2 separate regions of the Hordeum vulgare genome follow, and region 1 is linked to region 2. Evidence: chromatin contacts called from public Hi-C data. All regions are on one chromosome and are shown on one strand. The core of a region is the stretch at or near the end of the contact, and the rest is flanking DNA. Distances in the headings are between cores, read along the strand shown.

Region 1 (5,756 bases), core at 3,074-5,573, 170 kb before region 2:
CTCATGTTCGGCGTCTCTTTCAGCTGCTGGCTTGCCACCTCAAGAGGGGTTTTGGCGAATGCAGGATAGAAGCGTGTATGGCAAGTGTAGGCGAAGATTAAGCTTATTGCAAGGAGTGGGAAGAGGATAGTAGAATAGTAGAAGCGCTTCGCGGTGATGATACCAATCATGGTGGCCTGGTAAACCATTAGAGCTGCAATGATCCTCGTGTGCATGTGTGGCCACATTCGCCCGTTGCTCTCATAACTAGGAACATAAACTCTCAAAACCTGCATTTAGAAACAAGGAGTGTAAGGTAAGTCACTTCTGAAATCCGTTCTCTTCAAATATCTGGTGATGGTATTAGTATCAATTTAAGAAGGCATGTCTATTTGCACAAGAAAAGGAAAAAAGGCTGTGCCTAGGCCAGCCCAACTGTTCAACATACATTTTAGTAAATACTCCCTCTGCCCCAAAATAACTGTCTCAACTTTGTACTAGAGCTAGTACAATTGTACTAAGCTTAACACACTTATTTTGGGACGGAGGGAGTAAAATCTTGCTCACCTGATTTTTTGCGATAAGCCAACCCAGAGCAAAGTAAGCAACGCCAAATGGCAAAATCAAAGGCGCGATGACGGAGTAGCACAACACAACTGTCACGATCAGCATATCATTTGGAACCCTGGTGTTATACCCCAGGTCTCCTGGAGCCCAGGCCGCTCTCACCTCATCCTCTGTCTTGCATAGGTACTTCCTTTTCAGGTGGAAAATGATGAGAGGGACCAAACGAGAGAGCTCAAGCCCATAACCAACAAAGAATCTGTCAAAAACAACAATCAATCAGTTATATATTCTACACCTGGAATAAGCGCAGGACAAGAAGTGCATAAATGAGACACGGTAATTACTTCAGTGCAACGAATGTGAGGAAGAAAGTTGCATTTCCAGGAAGCCTGGCGCCAAGAGTCGTAAAAATTCCAGGAGGGTTGTTGATAACATCTTGCAAAGCACTGAATAGTGAGGAACCAATTGCATAGCCGATGAAGACATTGAAGACGATGAAGTAGAAGTATTTTCCTGATGCTGCCCTCACTAGATGGCTCTGTGAAGGAATTCCTTCTAACTTTGACAGGAGCATAAGAAGAGTGGGCAGCAAAGCAAGGAAAACAATGAGGGCGATCTGCGGCAGGTAAGCTTGTAAGACTGTCGTAAGTAAAGGTTGGTCCACAACCACCTTCAGAAAGGGCAGCTTCTCCCTCAGTTTTTGCAACGTTGTAACAGCAGAGATAGCAGTAATAGGAATCATATAGAAAACCACGGTGACAAAGACAATGAGGTAGACCACAGTCTGTCTGGTTTGCCTATCATATATTTTCTTTGGAAGATTGGTCCATATTACCTCACGTGGTTCAGGAGCTTCTGTAACTGTCCATTCATCAAACATCTGGGCATGGAGAGTCTGAGATGCAGAGGCTGCAGCAGCTCTGCTGTTGAAGAAGACAAAGGCCGCCCGTTGCTGTTTATCACTAAGGGTGCTCTTCTGTTCATCCTCCAGTTTGGGAAGCAATTCCTTAATCTTCTCACTACAATACTCAAGCGTGTCAACCTTTTTACCGATAAGGCCAAGGAATCCCGTCCTATGTGTAGGCCTCGTTCCCTCAGGTCTATTTGTTGTTTTTGACTCTGCATAGACAGCTTCAGCATGAGCAATTTTTTGTTTGTGACCTTCAATCTCTTGGAAAATTTTATCAGCCTGCATAGGACGATTTTATCATGTACGGGGAAAATAAGACACATGCCACAAATAATAAACAAAGGGCGGAACTGCCCTAAAGAACCTCTGAGTTGCAGTACCTTCTTGATGTCTGTCACAACCATTGCTTTGTAGAATGTGTCAGGATGAAGTGCTCGAAAATACGAGTCCACCGAGTCCTTTATAGTTTGATCAGGAGGTGGAACAGGAACATCTCTCACCAACATGGCAAACTCCTCTGGTTTAACGTCTGATGTTGATCGCGCAGCTGCTCTCAGATTCGAAACATGCTTGTAGGATCTCCATAGTATGAAATAGGTGACAAAGGAGACCCAATAGACTGCAAATATAAATGCCCACAGCCTCGCACTTTCGTCCTGGAGAAAATATCAAGACACTACTGAGTTTGGTTGTGACAGCGAGTGCCTGTGATTGCAATCTGGCAGTCCTCTTTATAGACTGTACGTTTCTATAGAGAAGAACTCCAGCTACTGCAGTTCTCAATATTACCATTTTCAACCAAAGTTCACGTTATTATGAATCCGCAGATAACAATTGTGCAACAGGTGATTACAGCAACAACTGTTAAACTGTATAAACACTGTAGAAACAAGGAATACTTATCCCGCAGCAGAATTTCAGTTCAGTCAAAACTTCAGAAGTGATGGACCTAATGGCTCCTAATAGGACAGCAACGAGACAGATACTGATTCTGACAATACAAATATCTAATAATGTGCCAAATTATGCGTTTCATCTACATAACGATATGTACGGTACATTTTATGGAGCCAATCATCCACCTGGTTATGGGCAGATCAAGCATGAAAATGTCTCCAGAAGTCTGAATAATTGGAATATTCTATAGACCTATTTGCGGCAACAAAGACAGGTCATCAAGGTCAGATAAGAGGATTACTTACTTTAACATTGCCCAATGCTAATCTTTCAAAATCTGTGACGTTGGGCGGCACTCTGCCAGTAGAATCCTCCAGGGCATGATCAGTTCCAGCAACTGGTAACAGCACGGGAAGCAACACAATCGCGGAAAACACAAGGATTGCCAACACTGGAACACGAGAGAACAAAAATTCTGATAAGATTTTTATATTCAAGCAAGCACTCTGAATGATATATCTACCTACCTATATCTGACCCAAAACGCATCCTAGCATTAACTCTTTGCACTACAGACTAAGCAGTTTATAACATGCTAAATTTCATACTTCGAGCAACCCTCCATGCATGATAGTTTTATCTCGCTTGGGCCCGGCCTTCGGGACGGGTGGTGATAACTCCTCTTAACAAAGCACACGCATGGCTCTTGCTTGTCCTACACCTTTTGCTTTGCAGTATTTTATATATAATATAAAGTAAACTGATAGCAACAATTAGGATTTGTTATTGCCATTCTGGCAGTTGACACAATCGGCCGTATCTTCATGTTGGTACACATTTTTAGAAAATACTAGATGTTCGTATAGTACTGAGAATGGCGTTATGGCACCCAGGAGCCATGGAGGCCGAAATTTTTGAAAAAAACAAAATTCGAAAATTTTGATTTTAAAAAATCTGAAAACAATTGTACAACTAAACAGGTGTGTGATCCGCGTGTGTGTAAAATTTCAGGCCAAAATACTTTGAGACGCGACCAGTACATAAAAGACAAATTCATGGTCTCGAAAGATGAATAGTATGTGTTAAAAAGGTTCAGATTTATCTTTTTCGCATAGCCTTCATTTCAACGTATTTAGTTCTGAAGATTTATACATTTATGTATTGTACCTTCATCTACCTATGTATTTTTTTCAGAATATTTTGAAATGTTAAAATACGAATTTTCACGAAATTTAAACTTTGAATTTAAAGGCCTCTATGGAGCTCGGTCTCAAAAAACAATTTCCGTGAATATAGCAGATTCATTAGGGAAAGCATACTCCGTAGCACAGTAGCACGACTTAATTTTATATTTTGTGCACGAAATATTATTTTTTGTGGAAGCGAAAAAAAATACGGAAACGCACAGACAAGTACTCAACCAAATCAATCTGGGAACCAAACAACCAACTCAACCAAAGGCATGGGCAAACAAACGAAGTGGAGAGCGTGGTTGGCTTGGCCGTACCGGAGGAGAGGAAGACGAGGTAGACGGCGGCGTCGAGTCCGCCGGCGGCGACGACGTCGGGCTCGGACGCCGCGAACGCTTGGCGGATCCAGCCGACGGGGCTGCGCGTGCCCCGCCCGCGCCCCTCCCACGGGTCGAGCCCCCGCAGCAGCACGCTCGGGTAGTACACCGGCGCGTTCCCCGGGCGGCGCGAGAGCCACGTGAACAACAGCACCAGCACGACGAAGATGACGAAGGACGTGAGAAGCGACGTCAGGAACGACGAGATGTCCATCACGCCCGCCGCCGCAGCAGCCCCGCTCCTCCTCCGGGGGGATTATGATGGGGTTTGGTAGTGGAGGGAGTGATTAGCGGAGGGCATTAGGGTAGTAAATGGGTGGGAAGGGTAAGCATTGGATGCTTTGCTGTGCTGTGGAATGGCTGGCGTGGTGGGGAGTTTATGAGTTGTGGAGGTTGCCGAACAAAGGAAAGGGGCAGGAGGGAGAAGAGGAAGGGGATGGGACCATGGAGATCAGCAAAATGTCTGAAATGCCCCTTGCCTCCGTGTCTCTCTCTCTTCCACCTTCTCCTTTCCAATTATTCGAATCCCTTCCTTTTTGCCCCCTTTCATGGATTCACCTTCCTCGCCTCCATGATGCGTGTGTAAAAACAATTTCAACACGTTGATTCAAACGAACGACGCTTTTGTTTGTATTTTGTTTGTTTGGATCGGTCTCACGAACATTCGTGTCCGTTTTTTGATTGAATCGATGTTTGCGTTTAATGTGGTCAGCGATCATTTTTAGGCGACGCGAATCAAACATTTCAAAAAATATAAAAATCATTAATTAAACATAAATGTCAGCATGCGAGGACGGTGATAATCCACATCACAATAAACATAATTAAATAAACTAAAAACAAGGAGACGTGTTGCCTTAAGTGCCCTCCTCCTCCTCGTCTTCGGGGTCGGTGAGGTCGATGAGCGTCGGCGCCGGGCCACCCCACGGAAGGTCGTCTCCCACGCGGCGACGACATCGTCCGCCGGTGGTTGCACCGACGCTTGGTGGGCAGCATGTCACTCCTCCTCTCTGCTTCGGCCTCGCGATCCATGAGCTCAATCCGCCGGGCATGTGCGCCTTCTTCCCAAACCCGCCGCTGTCGTCAGTGCTCCAGGTGGGCCACCTCCTGCTCCGACGTCGCACCCAACCAAATCGGTGGCGCGCTGACCTACTCGCGCACCACCCCGTCCCAGGCGTACACCTCCAGCCTGAGACGGGGGATGGCAAGGCCGGCGGCGAGGGACGGCGGGGCCAACGGCGGCAGGACTATGTCGTTGGCAGCGGAGAGCGCAATGCCCTCTGCCAGCTGCTTCTCGTAGGCCTCCTCCTCCTTCTTGAGGTGCGCCTCCTCCTCGCTCACACGCAGGACGGTCGCCAACGCGTTTTGGTAAGCCGCCTCCGCCTCCTGGTCTTCTTCACGCACGATGAGGGGCGGCGGCGGTCCAGCCACCACGTCACGGATGCCATGTCGGCGCTGCTCCTCGTGCTTCCACGCGAAACACGCATGCCAGTCGGGGAGTCTGCAGCGTAGACGGGTTGCGCTGCTGTTCTGGTGTCAGCTGCTCCCGTCGGCGCCTCACCTCCTTCGCATGCGTCTGCACCGACCGCGGCACCGCTCGCACTGGGATCCTCTCCGGACCCAAGTGCGAGTCGTGCGGCAGCGTGATATTGGCGTAGGCGAGAGGGACACGGTTCTCCCAGTGCCACCTCGGCTGATGCACTAGCACGTTGACCCGCTGGCGAGGCGAAAGGTAAGACTCCGGCGCGCGGACAAGGACGGCGGGGGACTTGCCCTTGTATTTCATGGAGAAGAACCTCGTGATGGTGGTGGCTAGGGTTTGCCGCCGACGGGTGA
Region 2 (6,062 bases), core at 2,900-5,399:
AAAAATTTTGATCTTTTGTTTCGATTGTTTAGTCCCGATTGAAAAAACAGGACTAATGGACCGTTTTCCACTAGTGTAACCTTCACATAAAAGCCAGAGCCCACCTCGATGCGATGAAGAACAAGATACGAAACAAAAACTAACCAAGCAAGTCACTGCCTCCGCCACATCAACCATGCCCCCAAGCACCAAGGCTCATCGGAACAACAAATCCAAGAGCACACACCTCCAACCACTCGCCAACTCCGCTCAAAGCTTTGCTCTGAAGGGGATCGAGCGTCAGCACACTTATTCATAACGGGGTCACCTCCTTATCACCATATCCCTACAAAATGGGAACCGCTTTGCTTCACCTATATGCATATAGTTGAAGGGAAAGTGTGCTTCTCAGCCCGAGCTCATTTGAACTCGGGCGAATAGTAAAATTCAAAATAACAAAAATTCAAAACTAAAAAAAATGGTGAAAAACATTGGCAAAAGTTCTAACTGCATGCAAAATTTTATTATGAAATCACATTAGTGGAAGTCGTGGCAAAAAAAACAAAATTGGTACTCGAGAATGCTTTTGAAAGTAACATTTTTAGAGTATCGATTTTGTTTTTTGTTGCCACGCCTCACACAAATGTGATTTTCTAATGAAATTTTGCAAGATATTAGAACTTTTGTCAATGTTTGTCACAAAAAATATAATTGTTTGAACTTTTTTTAATAAGTTTTGATTTTACTGTTCATCCATGAGAAACTCCACGTCCTGGTTGAAGTTTCTATGCTGTCAAACAAAATAAAGTCTATCAAAGACAAATTTACAACCATGATTACGATGTCATGGGCTAAGGGGTGTCAACCCTGACGTTGTGTCATCCATGGGCCAGGCTGGTGACCGCCGACCATTGAAGGAAAGACTACAAAAGTTACGACCCTCGGCGTGAGCAAGATGGATACTTCCGAAGACTTGGCGTGCATCTCGAGGAGTGTTTTAATAGTCGGTAAGTTTATCCCAAAATGAAAACGGACCGTACATGTAACCTAGGTATCACCGGAACATATAAGCTATGGGGTTTAGTCTTAAGAGGCATGAATATCATCCTTAGGATTTAGAACACAATCATCCGATCTCGAGGTAGATCATCATGTACTTTATACCCCATCCAATCAATACAATCAAAGCAAGATATAGGGTTTTACCTCTTCGAGAGGGCACGAACGTCGGTGAAACATTATCCCCTTTGTCTCATGTTCACCATTGTTCCTAGATCACTAGCTCGGTACCCCTATCCGAGATCTGTCAGTTTTGGCACCGACATTGATGGCCCATACATGCCCCGGTGTGTGCTCGCAAGGGAACAATGGAGGTATAGATCAATGGTCAAATCCAAGACGGCACATGATGTCACCCGACTTGGACGGAAGACAACTCGTGGTGACAGATATGACAAATAGTGTGTAGAGCTTTCTAAAAATCTAATTCGTCCTTTCCGGTGCATGATACTTGCTCTCCCCTCTCGTCCGCATTCAGGATGGAGTAGGTCACAACGACGATGCAAATAACAAGATAAGGCAAACCACTTATTAGTTTTTGGTGTATCTTTGGTTGCGGCCGGTCAACCATATGTATAGAAGACCCCATATGAGCACGAACTATTCACGTGCATGTCACATGCCCGTGCCCTCCGAAGCGGGGTTAGTGTGTGCATGTGGTGTCCTTTTCTCTTCTTAACACATCAATTATTGGAGTGAGACTGTGCGATTTAGTTCATCTCACACCATCTTTGCTCTTGAGGTGGGACTTGCGCCTCTCTTGCATCCATTCACGGGTCTTTGAGGTTTACTTAGAAATTCCTGAAAATTTACATGAGACAAGCCCATTAATTCTAACATATTCTTAAAAATAAAATGATCAGCTAAGTCATTGTTGTTAAGAATCAACCTTTTTCGTTCCCCACCATAAGGATACTAAGGGCATCTCCAAAGTCGTTCCTCAAATAACCTGAAACTGTTTGGATCACACGGTCCACACGTGTTTCATCATCGAACACAGTTCTGCATCGGTCCGAACGTGCTTTTCCCCACAAATCAAAGAGAAATGGGAAGGGGCTTTGCGGACATCCGGACCGCTGTCACGTGAACTCATGACTAACTCGGCCCACCCAAACCTCTCACCCTCGCACGTGCGCGCGTTCGTGTCTATCACCAGCTGCCCACATTCATGCCGTTATAGAGCGGCCGCTCTACATTGACGTTGGATCAGAGCGGGCATCAACTCTCACTGGTGATGACATTGATGCGGCACGCCGACCAAGAGCGTCGCCTACGATGCGCCCCTGGTGTTCGTGCATGTTCAATGCTGAAGTGAAGTGTACTGGCGATGGGACGAGACGGATATTTACTATGCCCGTTCGAAGCTCATCCGTCTGTATGCTGCCATTAAGCAGGCGCGCATTGACGCACCCGGGTGCTTGGCCTCACCGGAATATCTCTTTGAAGGCGGTCACACCTAGCTAACTCCACAACACACCACATTCGTTCCACATCCCCCTCCATTGCACCGCATCCACCATGACCGCAAGATCTAGCGCTTTGTGAGAAATCATGTCATTGGAGCAGAAGCATGAGATAGCCTCTCATGCGGCCGCTTGGCAGACCCGTCATGCTTGGCGGATCGAGCACGACATTCCGGCTAGCTCACCCGAGGTCTTCGACGACGATCCCACCATGGGTTTAGAGGACGACCCCGCGCTTGTGCATGCCAGCTTGACCATGCAACAAGCGTATGCGCACTTCGACGCTGCCATGGAAGAGGGGGAGCAGCCTGCGCCAGCTCCTATGTCGGTATTCTAGCAGGCACGGGAGGAGCAGAGGATGTGGTCTCCGAGGCGGAATACAAAAGAACTGGACGCTGGGCGCCACCGTAGGATAGATTTAGGTCCGTCTGCATCTTCTTTAATGAAAAATATCTGAATTGTAATGAATATGCTTCGGTTTATATGAAAATCAGCCGGTTTGCATGAACCACGTCTAGTATGTTTAAACTAGTGTTTGAATTGTATGCGAGTAGTATTTGATAACCGGCTTCCATGAACTGGTCCCTTGTCCGCGAACAAATGCAGGAGATAATGACGAACCAACCTCTGGTGATGATTACAGGGACATCGGTATTTCCAGTCCATCAGAATTCAAGTCCTCGTGCTCGCATTATTCCTGGATTTATTTCAAGATTTCCGACGATGCGCATTCATTGAAAGAAGTCGTTCCTGTCGACGACGGGGCGCCTATGATGAATTCGCAAATCTCAACATGATATGTCAGCTCACTATCTCGAAAGTGCTCATACGGATAGGTGTGCGTTCATAGAGGTAAGTGCATGAGCACTTACGTGTGTATTGCGTTAAAAAAATGCAGAGATAATTTACAGGTCATCGTTAGAGATGGCCTAACAACTTCAAAGATAGGAAGTCCCTCCGTTTCTAAATATAGTTTTTTTTTAATTTCATTAAAAACTACATACGAAACAAAATGAATGAATCTATAATCTAATGTATGTTTATATACATCTATATAGTCTTTTAGTAAAACCTTTAAAAAGATTTATATTTAGGGTGGAAGGAGTATGTCCTAAAATTATTCATTCCTTTCTCTCCAAATGGGAGTCATTCATTTCTTTCCAAATCGAACCATGTGGACGATGCCAGGGAGGATTTGGCACTCCTTCCTTGAGAACAAAGCAAAGTTATACGCTAATTATCTTTCCTTTCTCATGCAAGTTGGTGCACAACTAGTTCGTTCAAACATAAAGTAAGGCGAACATCCCCACAGAATAAGATCTGCAGTTGCCAATTATGCAGATAGCTGGAAAGCTCGGTGTCTTAAGATTGTGTGCTTCGCTTCGCTGGATAAAATTTGTTTTTCCCTCCTGCTACCGCCAACCAGTTTGCGATAGCACGTCATTGTCAAAATGGCGCTGTCGGACATGTTCTTGTAGCCCACCGTAGAGGGCACAATGAAAGCAACCTTAAAGCTACCAACAAATGCTCTTAAACATGTACTCCCATGATTATAATCATTCATTAGTTCGATTTGTTTAGATGTTGCAAATGTTTCATTCTCGAGAAAACAAGAGTTGAGATACTTGTGGCTGTGCGGCACTCAACTCAAGGGCACGAGAACGCACACGGCCGGCCGGAGAGAGCACCCGTACGGACACGTATCGCATGCTGAGACCAAGCTGCATGGGGAACCTGTTTTCCGGTTTCCTTGTCTTTTCATGTTTTATTTTTATTATTTTCCTCTAGTTTTCCACGGGGAAACGGGTCTACCCTGATTTTCAGTTTCCTGGTCTTTTCGGCCTACAACATGTATTGTAATGGAAAAAGTCCATTTTAAACCCTGAATTCATAGAGGTTCGGCGAATCAAACTCTTAAGTCCGAATCCCTGTCGTTTGCACCCTGAACTATATGATTCCGGTCTAAATTGAACCCTGAGACATAAAAATGCTCACGTGAGAAATGTCAACCGGAATCGGTCCTTTTTTTTTGTTAAACTGCTAAAAAAAGGTTGCCGCATGGTCTAAAAAAATAAAAAACAAAAAAGTGAACACAAAAAGTTTATAAAAACGAAAAAGTTAATAAAAAAAGCTGTCATTTTTCAAAAAATAAAATATATATATATATAAAATAGAATGAATATATATATAAAAGATAGTACGTGCCATTTTAAAATATTGTGAAGTCTGAGAGCGAGATGGACTTGACTGGGCTGGCCCAGTCATTTCCGCGTGTGCCCCTCGCAGCGCAGCCAATCCCGGTCAAATGAACAATCCCGGTTTGTCAAACAAACCCAGCGTTCTTTTTAGACCGGGATTGCATAGTCTAGGGTGCAATCGACAGGGATTTTGAGTAGGAGGTTCATTTCGTCGAACCTTTACAAATTCAGATTTTAAAATAGACTTTTTCCTATTGTAACACTAGGTTAAGAAAGGAAACACGGAGTGTGCTATGCAATGAGCACACACGCAATATAGTAGGGAGCACAGAGTTACTACGCGTGGAGTATACTGTCAATTACTTTCACTGTTTTTAAATACTTGTTGAAAAAAGCTAGATTAGTTTTCTCCAATAACAAATGTTATGATATAGAAGAAGTACACAAAAGGAAGGCACAAAGTGCACTACGCGCGAAGCACAAGTTACAAATTGTTTTTCGATTGGATCAGCTTAAGCGATAAATTGTTTTGAAATCGGATCTAAAAAAAACATGTTCCATCCATCCCCGTCCATGGGAGAATAACCCACCAAAATTTCTTCATGATTTTAGGGGAGTTTTTGGATAATCTTTGCAAAGGGCCCAAAAATTCTTGACTAGACTGGTGATTTCGGAGATTTTTTTCTATCGCCAAATGAATGAATTGTTTTCATTTTCGTCCTGTATGTGGAACATGAACCAGAGGCCAAGGCCCATGCTTGCTTAGCATTCACTCATTTCACGCGTCATTCATACAATGGAAAAGGGAGAATAGCCAAAATGCCGCTAGTTGAAACCACAAGTGCCAAAAGCACGGTCGGCCTAGTAGTACCCTGCTTCCCCGGACTTCAGCAAGCCCCGGTTTGTTATCCATGCCCTTTTCATATCATGTATGGTGTGTAAAATGTTCCAGCAAGTAGATAATACCAAATTAAGGTGGGGTAAATGACAACAGACAACAATTTAAATTAAGGTTAACTCAGCCAAATGCTGTTCATTGGCATAAATCATAAGTCTTATAGACGGTACATTCAGAATTTTAGACTCACAAAATCTTCCAGAATAGCAATATATAAACACAATAAAAGAAACAACAGCTAGGCAACAAGTCCATCTACAATCTACAATGCTTAACTTATTCCTCTTCCGCCGCCTGCTTGCGCCTTCTGAGCTCTTCTGCTATGTCGAGCTCCAAGCCTAGTCTTGCAGATAGCAAACTAGATTTCTTCAGATTTGCATCAGTCAAACTAATTTTGAGCTGGATCCAAGTTTAGCGAATGTACGCATGTACCAGAGGCGCTTCAGTTAGCACTTGCTGTGTTTT

What was found. Hi-C and Micro-C count contacts between places; a contact is called where the count stands out from the background.
Region 1: a contact with region 2 is called in a Hi-C map of leaf, with 4 times the contacts expected there. The contact joins the promoter of LOC123426264 here to the enhancer-like site in region 2. A contact is called at or near these places in 6 of 6 Hi-C or Micro-C datasets (leaf, seedling and an unstated tissue) and 1 of 1 datasets of contacts at active chromatin or transcription factors (embryo).

What each region holds. Positions count from the first base shown.
Region 1 is chr2H:355,522,492-355,528,247 of MorexV3_pseudomolecules_assembly, reverse strand. It overlaps LOC123426264 (CSC1-like protein ERD4), which reads right to left and starts at 4,323. Exons shown (of 7, transcript XM_045110062.1): 1 at 3,861-4,323; 2 at 2,659-2,804; 3 at 1,837-2,112; 4 at 891-1,735; 5 at 547-802; 6 at 1-269. The coding sequence starts at 4,134.
Region 2 is chr2H:355,353,123-355,359,184 of MorexV3_pseudomolecules_assembly, reverse strand. LOC123427236 reads right to left here. Exons shown (of 23, transcript XM_045111233.1): 23 at 5,707-6,062. The coding sequence ends at 6,044. Among protein-coding and RNA genes, the nearest start is that of LOC123427236, 18 kb to the right of the region's middle. Within about 2 kb of position 4,149, at least 2 of the 3 cell types and tissues checked have open chromatin away from gene starts, as enhancers often do. A contact at or near this core is called in leaf, where this site is marked.